2 separate regions of the Rattus norvegicus genome follow, and region 2 is linked to region 1. The links are chromatin contacts, called in public Hi-C maps. All regions are on one chromosome and are shown on one strand. The core of a region is the stretch at or near the end of the contact, and the rest is flanking DNA. Distances in the headings are between cores, read along the strand shown.

What was found. Hi-C and Micro-C count contacts between places; a contact is called where the count stands out from the background.
Region 2: a contact with region 1 is called in a Hi-C map of liver, with 2.2 times the contacts expected there. The contact joins two enhancer-like sites. A contact is called at or near these places in 3 of 12 Hi-C or Micro-C datasets (kidney and liver).

What each region holds. Positions count from the first base shown.
Region 1 is chr14:72,125,675-72,131,863 of GRCr8, reverse strand. It overlaps LOC103693081 (a long non-coding RNA gene), which reads right to left. Exons shown (of 4, transcript XR_010057711.1): 2 at 1-4,230. Among named protein-coding and RNA genes, the nearest start is that of Cpeb2, 73 kb to the right of the region's middle. Within about 2 kb of position 3,428, at least 46 of the 93 cell types and tissues checked have an H3K27ac peak or open chromatin away from gene starts, as enhancers often do. A contact at or near this core is called in kidney and liver, where this site is marked.
Region 2 is chr14:72,216,954-72,222,562 of GRCr8, reverse strand. No RefSeq gene overlaps it. Among named protein-coding and RNA genes, the nearest start is that of Cpeb2, 160 kb to the right of the region's middle. Within about 2 kb of position 2,077, at least 11 of the 93 cell types and tissues checked have an H3K27ac peak or open chromatin away from gene starts, as enhancers often do. A contact at or near this core is called in kidney and liver, where this site is marked.

The sequences.
Region 1 (6,189 bases), core at 2,179-4,678:
TGCTGTTAAGAGCTTCAGCTGATTAGCCAAGGCTCTTGCATAACATTACATAGCACATTACATCTGCTACATTTTAAATAAACTGACCATTGCATGTGCATATGTGTGTATTATGTATATGAATGATATGTATATGTGTATGTTTATGAATGATATGTAAATGTGTATGTTTATGTGTAGATATATATAAATATGTATATAGATATATATGTGCATATATTATATATTTTTTGCAAAAATGTTTATTGAATTATCTGTCTATTTGCCCATATAATTCATCTCTACAGTCTCATCAAAGTTGTACATAAAATTAACCAATGTGGTCTCCCCTATACTATCTTGTAGAAAGTTCTTATATTAGATACATGATACAAAGTGGACTTAGCTGTAAATAGTCAATTTCTCTGGCCCCTTTCCACATTCTGTCAAAAGAACATACATTCTGTCAGGGTAAGATCACTGATAGTGTATAAAGTGTAACTGGGGTGCAAGCCAGCCACTAATGGTCTTCTACCTTATCCTTGCAGATAGGAATAAGGCACTTGATTAATGCAGTCTTGCACCCAGTTACGAGCCAGCAGCTCATACATCCTACGCCTCCTTAGGAGCCCAAAGACTATCTAACCACATACAAAGAAAACTGGCTGCTTCATCCTGGGATGGGGCTTTTGTCCTAGCTTGCCATTGCTGGCTGGACTGGGCCATTCCATTGCCAGGTTGCTTGCTGTAAACCTCTTCCCAGCCCCAAGTCACGTGCTTAGCTGTACTTGCATGTCATGGGAAAGCATTCACACACCCCTTCCCTATGTGGGCCAAGGGGAAGCTCCCAGCACAGGCTGTGGGAAAGCCCATCTGGGATGCATCCATCTTACGGGCTGGCACCGACGGACACTCTAGAGACATTGCTGTTTGACTCATTGACTCACTCATGTCTAGGCCTGAAAAAAAAAAAAAGAAAAGCAGGTTTCTTTCTATTGTTTTATACTTGTTGTTTTAAAACAAGGAATCTGTTGTCTTCTCCAGGGGTCACACATTCTTCATCTTTGGGGCTTGGGTGGGGGACAGACAGGATAGTCTATTAATAGTCTTTTTCTTCATCTGTGAAACAGAAATGCCAGTCCCCACACAAGGATTCCACAACATACCGGAGGCGAAGAGGGAGCTTGGCATGGAAGAATGCACTGAACGCATTTCCTTACCATCCCACTCTCTATCGCCTTCTCTCGTTGGAGCACAAACTCTTGCATGTAGTTTTGCTACATGCAATATGTATGCCAACAATATGGCAACTCCTTGACACAATCATTAGTTCAGACCAGTTAGTAGACAAGGACACTGGGTGTCACTTTATTTCACTCTTGTCTTTGCAGTGGGTTGGAGGGAGACTCCATTCCAAACTCATACATTAGCTGGTACATTCTGACCTTTGGTCTTATATCCTAAAGTGTATTAGGGAAAAATACATCTAGGAATGTCACCACACTAGCCTGGACAGGCAGGTAAGAGAGAGTCGTAGGTTTGCTAAGGTTTGGATACAAAGAAGGCCATAGAAGGAGCAGGAGGTAGGAAGTTTGCAGAGAAGTGTGGGGTGGATATGAGAGCATCTGGAGAGAGCATTAGATTACGGACCAGTTGGGCAGAGTGAGAAAGAAAAGGCCATTGCACATGAGAAACCAAACATCAGAGAGTCTATAACACTCTAAGTATATATGATCACGGGCCTCAGGGACAGGTAGGTGCAGATGAGAACTCACAGAATATGTAGCACCCATGCTATCACTCCAATGTCCAGACAGCCAGCCTCTTCTTCCTGGAGAACTGCTGCTGACTTTCAATTGATCTGTCTGTTTTTGACCTTTACACCACTTCAGCCTTGTCTACTCTAAGCAGCCAGAGAACCAGTAGCAGCATGAGTCAGCTCATACCATCCGTTTGCTCAAAAACCCTGCTGCGATGTTCTGGAATCACTCAGGGAAAGTCAGATTCATCACAGGGTTCTTGCAATATCCTCTGTGGGCCTCTGTGACCCACCTTGCTAAAGGTGCTTACTGTTCCAGCCATACCAACTGCCTGAGCCAGCTACTTACATTCATCTGGTGTCATGTCAGCTATAGAACCCTTTCCCCCAATGGCCCTGTTCTCAAAGTATTCTTTTCTCCAAAGATTCTATTTCTCTACTCCTTCTTTGAACCCTGGACAAACTCAGTGATCTCTATGAATCCTGTTTCCTGCATCCAATTTGCTACTTTATTATTTATTATTATCTTGGTGGTGATGTAGGCCTTATTTTTTTCATAACCTGCATTTATTCCACCACTGAAAAGCTCTGAGAACAGCTCCTGACAAACAGAAGTTGATAATTAATAAATTAATAAATTTAAATGCTCTAAGTCCTAGCTTAAATTCCAGCTCTCCATGACCTTCATATCCCAAGCACATGGATCAAACTTTCCACTGCTTGTGTTTCTCAAAGCAAAAGTGAGACATTTTGGCTTGTCCCTCATCAAATCATGCTGAGGCTTCACTAAGAGAATTGTATATGAAAATCTCTGGCATAAAGTAGAATTTTTAAAATGTGAAGTTTGTTCACAGATGGTACTAGAATGGCTAAGAAAAGAAATCTGCTTGTTTTGATATTTTCAGCAGAAAGAATCAAGAAACATTTGTAAACACCAGCTCGGCACCGAGCCCAAGAAACATGCGTGGGCAGAGGGTAACTGCCCTAAACAAGTAACAAAGCCTTAAGAGCAATAGATCCAATGGTTGTGGGTTACACTTCCCAGGAGAAGTATTTAGAAGATACAGGAGGAAGGAACCAGCAGATACCCTTGTCTAATGCGTATTCGAACTAACCAGACAGAGAAGATATTACCAACAAGGCAGAGGACCTCGGCAGTCTTCACCCAACTTCCCCGGCGGGTGAATCCTACTCACAGTACATCCACAGAACCAGGGCCTGCCATTATTTGTATGGTAGCGAATTGTAGCTAGCAACTTGCCTGGATTAAGAGCTAGCTAGACAGCTAGTGAAGTGTATTTGTAGGGGCATTTGAGGGAGTGTTTGTAGACAAGATTGGGATGAGAGTTGGTAGAAATAGGAGGGCAGGGATCTGCCTTTGGTGTCCGTGGGTATCTGTGCACTATGCAATTGGCTGGAGATGAGAGAACGAACTCTCTCTCTCTCTCGTCTGTGTGTGTGTGTGTGTGTGTGTGTGTGTGTGTGTGTGTGTGTGTGTGTGTCTGTCTGTCTGTCTGTCTGTCTGTCTGTCTGCCTGTCTGCCTGCCTGTCCCCTGACACTCTTCTTGTCTTTGGGCACTACCTCTCCTGCTCTCTAGTCTTTGGACTCCAGTGCTTGAGGTCTCTGAGTCATAAGACCTTTGGCCACCGACAGAACAGCAGCAGTGGCTTGCCTGGTTGCGAGGTCTTTGCATTGGCATGAAGCCGGGCTACCAGCACCAGCTGCACTCTAGCCTTCCAATGGACTATTATGGTGCTCTCTGCATCAATCCTCACTTGTACGCATCTACATTTTATGTCTCTGTCCATCTTGTTGCTGCTTTCCCCAGTATAGTCAATTGTAACTGCAATACTTACTCAGGTTTCATCCGCTTTCACGTGCATTGTGTGTGTGTGTGTGTGTGTGTGTGTGTGTGTGTGTGTGTGTGTGCGCGCGCGCGCGCGCGCGTGTGTGCCCAAGTGCTATGCACACACACCTACATAGTACTGAGATGTTTGTAACATAAAATTGAATAGTGAAAGACAATAAAAAAAACTTCACAAAGCTGACAAAAGTATGTTTATTTCTCATATCAGGATGAAGGAGCAGATTTAATGTAATGTTACAAATAATGTCATGAAACACAGACAGAAAGCCATGAGACTTACCTAAGTGGACACAGCTCTTAGGAGTCAAGCTTGAACTACAGGTCTCTGACATTACCTTAGGATGGCAGCAGGGTGGGGCGCAGGGAGGGCGGCAGCCTTGGGAGTTAGTGGGCTTTGTCCCCACATGTAATTTACTACAGACAGGTTTGTTGCTGCTGCTGCTGCTGTTGTTGTTTTCCCCCAAACAACTGATAGCTGGTTTCCTTGAATTTGCCAGAACATTGGAGCTCTAGCATATCTTTTTTCCCCCCCTCAGGAAAAAAAGAGGCCTGTTTCCCCCAGGAAGCTCTGCTGTTCTTACACGGCCAGTTCTCAGTCACATCTTTGGGCTGCCAGCTAGACTCCTGCAAAGCAAAGAAAGCAAAAAGGTTTCAAAAACGGGGGGTGTTGGGGGGGCATGGAGAAGGCTAAGCAGCCTGGGAAGAATCATGGGGAAGAAAGTGACTGTTGTCCTTCTCTCTGAAGCTCCCTTTTGTTGCCCAGTCTCACTGAAAGCAGTGGGATTTGAACCTCAGCCAAGAGACAAAGGGCTTTTTTTGGCTAAGAGAAGCAATTGTGGTCACTATGGGCCAAAACCGGAGGGAAGCATTTTCTGTGGTAACGGGGCCTAGCATTGGTGACTGCAGGATGTAATTTAAGTCTAGGATGCACCTGTTCTATTTTAGGCAGACCCATGTGATACAGCCACAACCCAGCCCCCACGACCTCCAAAACTATTAGAAGCATCACTCATTCTGGGCATTCATTTTCTTTATCTCTCACTTTTTTGGCTGTACAATTTAGTAATTAAGAATATAGCCTTGAGCTAGCTATAGTGTGCACACCTGCAATCCCACCCAGCAGGAGGTTGGGAGAGGAGGACCCTGAACTGAAGGCACCTGGGGTACTATAGCAATACCCTGTCTGAAACCAAAACCAAAACAAAGGTAGCCTTGAAATAGGAGACAGTTTCATCAATGCATTTAAGTATCCACTCACGGTCTGGCACTTCTCCATAGTATTAGGGCAGCAGGGAGTCAAGCCCTCTCCTCAAGGTCACCAGTGGCTTGAGAGCTTGAGAGCGGAAGGAGTGTGTATTGTGGGGGGTGGAGGTGGAGAGTAATCATGACAACTAAATTACAGGGTGTGCTAGAGTGTTGAGTGCTGTGGGCAAAAGACGGTGTGTAGCAGAGAAAGAGATCTAGAGAATGATGGACCGAAGACTTTTGGATACAGTACAGCATTAACATATGCTTATCAAGGTAGGCCTCACTGAGGAAGCCTCACATGAGCAGAGACTAAGGCAAATGTGAGGTTGCGTAGGCCATGTGCATATGGAGGAAGAGGAAAAATCACACAGTGAGTGAATAGTTAGAGACAGGATTATAAGGAAGGAGCCATGCCTGTTTCGCTCACAGTCAGTAGTGAAGTCCAGGAGGTAGGCACAGAAAAAGAGAGGAATGGTGGAATGTAGTCAGAAACTTGTTTCTCATTTCAGTTCCTCCACGATTTGAATTCTATATACTCCTTATCTCTGGTTCTCACTACACCCTTTTATAGGTGCAACACATATGTTTAAGAAGATGACCAAAGGGGTTGGGGATTTAGCTCAGTGGTAGAGCGCTTGCCTAGCAAGCGCAAGGCCCTGAGTTCGGTCCTCAGCTCCGAAAAAAAAAAAAAAAAAAAAAAAAGAAAAAGAAGAAGATGACCAAAAAGGTTTCAAAAACGGGGAGCATGGAGAAGGCTAAGCAGACTGGGAAGAGTCATGGGGAAGGAAGTGACTGTTGTCCCCTTTGCCTCTGACTTCTATATATGACATTCCCCCTAAACTTTCCTTCGGGTCTTTGGCAAACTCTTCTTCTTGATGGCAACCCAACCAGACATTTTTCTCTCTTCTCCAAATACACACAGCACTTGAAAGTGGATGTTTATAATGGCTGAATTTTGGCATGCTCTGACGTTTCTCTGCCTGTTGTTCATCCCTAGTAATTCTGACAGTTATTCTGCTTGTTTAGATAATACTAGTTCCTCTAACAAATTGCCTCCATATTTTGGTGGATTAACAAAATAAAAGTTTCTTTCTTTAATGAGAATGTAGTATGGGCTGTCTCCCTTAGTAGAACTCCGTGTAGGGGTTCAGGGATCCCATGTCTCTCCTTGTAGCAGTCTTCTGCTTCTCATCAGACAAGGAAAAGCATGATAGAATGACTTGAATATATATGTTTTTATATCCCCTTTTCATTCTGAATATCAATAAGCTGGTCTCTCTCTGTACCAAAACAACAAGGAGGTGTAGTTCCCAGCTGGACAATTCCTTCCTGGAG
Region 2 (5,609 bases), core at 828-3,327, 92 kb before region 1:
CTTAGTTTTTTATAGTATAAAATAGAGTTTATTCAGGAGATGGGGAGGGGAGTCAAGAGGGTAGTAGGGCAGAAAGAGAGAGAGAGGCAGAGAGAGAGAGAAAGAGAGAGAGAGAGAAATAGAAGAGTAAAAGAATAGAGGCTGGCCATGAGCATGTGGAGAGAAGGGGGAAAGGAATAGGGAGAGAGGGGACAAAGGGGGAAGACGGGAAGAGCAAAAGAACAAGACAGGAGTAAGAGGGTGCAAGAGAAGACAAGGGGGAGCAAGAACTCATTGTTTCTTATTGACCATAGCCTTTCTCTTCATTCTCGAGCACCACCAAGTATAGCATTTCCTTGGTTGCATGGTGCTAGTATGTAGCTATGAGGCACCCTTCCCCCACTAAGCTTTACTGTAGATGGGACATGACCCTCTCATGTCCCAGCCACCCTAGAGCTTTGTGACCTAGAAAAGTTGTGCAATTTGGTATTGGACTCCAGTGGGTCTGGGATAGGCCCCAGATGAACACTGTGTGCCTGCCCTCTGGACAGACACTCACCCAAGCTTTCTAACCAATGTTCTGTAGCCTGTGGCTTGATCTGTTGACATCATTTGCCAAGTAAGTTCGTGGCCACAAGTCTAACTGGTAAGTCAAGCCACCATGATCAAAGCTTACATAACCCTGGATAGGATCCCTGCTCTGTGTCCTGTTTCCTCATCTGTTGTGTGGAGTTAATAATGGTATCTGCTTTGTGGGGTGTTTGTAAGGGTCAAATGAGACAGTTTGAGAAGTGGTTAATGAATATTTACTACCGCTACTGTAGTAATCATAGTGATAGGGACAGGGGCTACTAACTTGGAAGGATTCTTTGAGTACTTTGCAATAAAGCTTAATGAGTAGTAAGTGAGGCCTGACTTTGCCACGTTTCTCTAATTTATCTACTTGGGACCTCTACTTTCTAAAGCTGGGGTACTAGTAAAGGCAAATCTCTACAAGACTGTCATTTGTGGCAAGTCTTTTCTACCCTGAGGGGAACCTGGGAGAGTAGAGCAGAAAGAGTGGATATGGTCTCCCCTCTTAAGGCTAAGGAAGGACACCCTGGGGAAACAGTTCCCAGCATGAGGTCACAGAGCTAATACGTGGAGGAGCTAGGTCTACACCACAGGACTCTTGATAATTGTTTCTATCTGTACTGTGTAATAAGGCTACAATAAAGGGAGCCATGAAAAAATGATCAGCTTTTTCTGAACACCAGCTCGTGATAAGCCCAGGGACGGGAGTTTTCCATTCATGATGCCACACCACTTTTTGAGAACCCAGAGGAAATGGTGACATTAACCTTACTTTACCAGTGTGGATATAATAATGAAGTTTGTAAATCTCTTATTCTGATCTATTTCCTGCTATAATGAATATTATAGGCTAAAGAACATAAAGAATGAAGGTTTCATTTATTTTGTGGACTTTGAGAAGGACAGGTTCTATAAGCAGGACACTGGAACCTGGTCAAGCTTTATTGTTGTGTTGTAATCTATTGGAGGCACTGCATGGCAAGGTAAAGTCAGAGTCTTACATTTTAACAAGGCTGTTCCTATAATAAATGAATCTACGCCATTCAGAACAGAACATTTTGAGTCAGTGTCCAAGTGTCCTCACTTCTCAAACAGCATTAAAAGATACTATTGAGGGTCTAGTTCTCAACATACGAAATTTTCAGAACAAGGGGATACCCATGCAGGACACTTCCAGTATGTGTGTGGGGGGGAGGGGAGGTGTGGGAAAGGTATGGGTGTGTGTCTGTATCTCTGTTTGTCTCTGTCTGCCCCCCCTCTCTGTGTGTGTGTGTTTGTGTGTGTGTGTGTGTGTGTGTGTGTGTGTGTGTGTGTAAGTAGGTCAGAGATAATCTCTTATTTATAGAGTGAGTTAGTCCTGTATTTCAACCATAGAGGGTTAAGATTGAAACCAAGCTCCCTTCCTCGGCCAAGAACTCTGAATGCCAAGGTTTTTTTTCTTCACCCACATTCATCTCTGGTGTTCCTGGGTCTCTGGCTATGTTCCAGTACCCTGTGGTGTGACCAGATGACGTACCTGGTCTTTCTGGGCGCTTCCCTGAGCTTTTGAAGCTAGCTGAGAGGACTCCAATCCTGGCAAGCTACAGACTACTAAGTCCAGTTGGTGGAACACTTAGAGTAAGAAAAGAAAGCTTGATTTTTTTTTAATATCTTGCCCTCTGGCCAGGACACTGAGATCAGCAAAATAACTGCCAGCTAGGTCACTGCATCACTGCCATTTCAGCTAGCAACATCTAAGAGTCCAGTTCCCATTCTAATTCCAAAGTGTGGCAGCAAATCTGATAGGAGGGCAGGAGCCCAGTGGGTCACTTCAATTTTCTGAGTTGGCACACACATGCAGCCAGCACTATCCTCTTCCTTTTGGTTCCCTTTCTTTCCATCTTTTATCAAGCTGAGCCCTCTGAAATGAGTGGCTGCCCAGGGTCTCAAACACTGGCTTCTGCCAAAGGCAGTAAAAGATGATTCTTTTTACCATCAGTGGAGGTCACAGTGTAGCTGGCATGATGACATCCTTTGTAGCTGCACACCAACCTTGCTGCTGACAGCTATGTGCAAGTATTTGTGTTTTCACTGATATCAAGGTATACCTCTTCTTCGGGGAGCAAAACCCTCCCAGAAGCAACTCCCCCTTATCCTGGGTACCAGGACTTTTCCTCTGGGGCCAGAGCCCTTACCAGTGCAATTGAGGCACTTGGGCCTGAACAATAGTGAAATCTCTTTGATTTCATTCCATCAAATGATTTGAACATCTCTCCCATTTCCTTTTCCTTAGTATTTTGGGGAGAATCGGGGAAGAGATGTCAGTATTTATCTGCAAAAGGAGATAGAAGACAAGTGAGAGCTGGCAGAAAGACAGCCTCGCTCGTACTTGTCAACAGAGAAATACAAAGGGCAGACCAAGGCATAACCTACTACTAGGACCCAAGAGCCTACTAACAAAGTGAGGGAAGCAAATCTAGACCAGTTGATAAATACTTTAATTGGTGCCAGACATGGTGGCACATACTTTTAGTCCCCACATTCACGAGGCAGATGCAAGAGGGTCATGTATTGTGGGCTATATACTGAAACCTCAAAAACACCAAAAATATAAGTTTGCTTGAAACAGAGTAAACACAATGATACCTTTTGGGTTATAATTGATAGTTTTGCATTTTATGTAGTAAAACTATGAAAGCATATGCTCCCAGAGCATACAGTATTTACTCTCTTACTCTAGTGACAGAGAGATATTTTGAATAACCCAGTTCCTACATTCAATGTTCTTTTCATTGTTTTATATATTTGCTTCCATTTATTCATCTCAGCATGAACAGTAACAGTTCCATGAGTATTAACTCTGGTTTTCATTTAGAGATTTGGAAAAACAATGTCACTCCTCTTCTGTCACATAGAAGTGACTATGTGACATAGATTTGACCCAAAGACACTTCACTTGTTGTATTCCCAAAAGCTGAGAGTTGGGTTTGAGTGTGGGCTTCATTAAGTTGTAGGCTAAGGGAGAAACTGTAGTATGAAGGCATGGTCCAAATGAAGGCAGAGGGCAGGAGTTAATACACCATCCTCTTGACTGTATGGAAATGTCAAAATTTCAGAGACAGGAGAACAAGTGTATTGACTGGAGCCAAAAACAAAGCAATGGATATATACTTGCAGATCACACAGCCACGAAGACCTCTCTGCTAGTAAACCCTGAGGCTTTGCTGAGTCTAGGTGTTTCAGGACTTGCCAAGCAAGCCTTGTAATCTGGTCCCAGTGTTCTCTGAGGGCTGATGGTCACAGTCTCCAGGAGCAGTGACTGAAGCCAATAGTTTCTTCACACTGGAGTCAAAATCAAACCAGCTAGAGACCTGATGTTTGTTTTAACAACACATTCACATGTGACCAGAGTTTCTGTTTAACCAGGTGCAGAGAAAGGGCATAGCACTGGAAACCAGCCCACCTGACATCCTGTTTGTCACTGGTTCCACGTGTGACCTTGGATAAGTCACTTAAATGTTTTTAACTCCAATCTCTTGCTGTGTGGGGTTTGGGACAAATGATTCTCTATCAGCACAAATCTCTCAGTTTAAATGAGAGGAATCAGCACAAAAATCATTAAGAAGCCCAAGGACCACAAATCAGCTAGTTATCTACCTTGGTTTTTAGCTAGAAATGATCCCATAAATTTAAGAATCGGGAGGGCATTGTTTGAATTTGTGAGAACCTAGGTATTGGTAACTGGAATCTAGGCATTCATACCATGAGATACACTAACTGATCTTAATGTTTATCAGGTTTTAACTTAATGCTAAAGCATGGCTGTGAATAAAGTAGGCATGACAACAGTACAGAATGGCAAATGTCAGAGCAGGAAATAGCTGAGAGCTTTACAACCATGTGGCTCCTGGGCTAACCAGCTTGGGTCCAGAGCCTGATCATGCAATTAAGTGTTCATGCACCTTAGGCAATGACAGCTTTTCTGTGCCCTCATCTGGAAAACTAAAATAAAATTAGAGTGTGTTTCAGGGCTGTGACGCAGGATCAATTCAGCCAGTTCTTACAATGCTACTGGAAGTGTAATTGCACAGATGAAAGATGCTGTGAAGATGGCCAATGAGGATCTAGATTGAGACGAGGAGATATACAAAGTCAAAGCTACCTATCAACACTAAGACTGAAAGGGTGAGCAAGAATCAGAAGGTAAAGGGTAATGAGAACTTGTATGTTCTCCAGGTAGTATGCAGGGGTATACCATAAGACAGAGTTAAGGGTATATAGGAGTTTAGAGCAACCACAAAGATGAGAGAAAGATAAAAACCAAAATCTGATTATGAAATCTATATAACTGCCCTCTTACATCCTCTATGCCCCACTCCAAGACTGCTCAAGAAGAGATGAACAGCCCATCGTGTAATTTATTGGTGCCAAACTATGAGGGAACCACGCTCTACTTAAGAGAGCATGCCAACACTGGGCAATGGGACTCAGCTTGGCATGTGGTCCAGAAGGAGCTGTCCTAGGAACTTCCAGAATCGAGGAACACAGAGTGGGTGCTTGATAGAGTGAGGCTCAGCTATTGAAGCCAAAGATGGCCCTGAACCTAAAGAGAAATAGGAGGGATTCGGGTAGAAGAGAAGCTGCATGGGACCAAATCCCAGAGTCTTCTTACATGGACCTAGTCAGCGTACTTGAGGCCTAGAGTCCTGAGTGGATAAGGGATATTCTAGAAAATTAGCAGCCTAGGGCTGAGGGGTAGCAAAGCAGAGGCCTCCATGTGAAGTCATGACTGTAAGCAAGCATTGCCCTCCGCAAGGGGGTTGCCATGGTTACCATAGAGCCATCCAGTGAGGCTAGGAAAGAAAGCACAGATAAATACTATTCTTAAAATATCAAGTCTACAAGCATCAGCGAATCTTCTCATTCATAAATGAGGATAATAATAGAACTATCTCCAGGTGTTCTTAGGATGACAACATGGATTAATATACTCAACGTGCTTAGCATAATTCTTAAACAACAGCAAATGTTCTATGGCATTGCTTAATTGTACCTTACTTTGCTCACTCCCATATGGA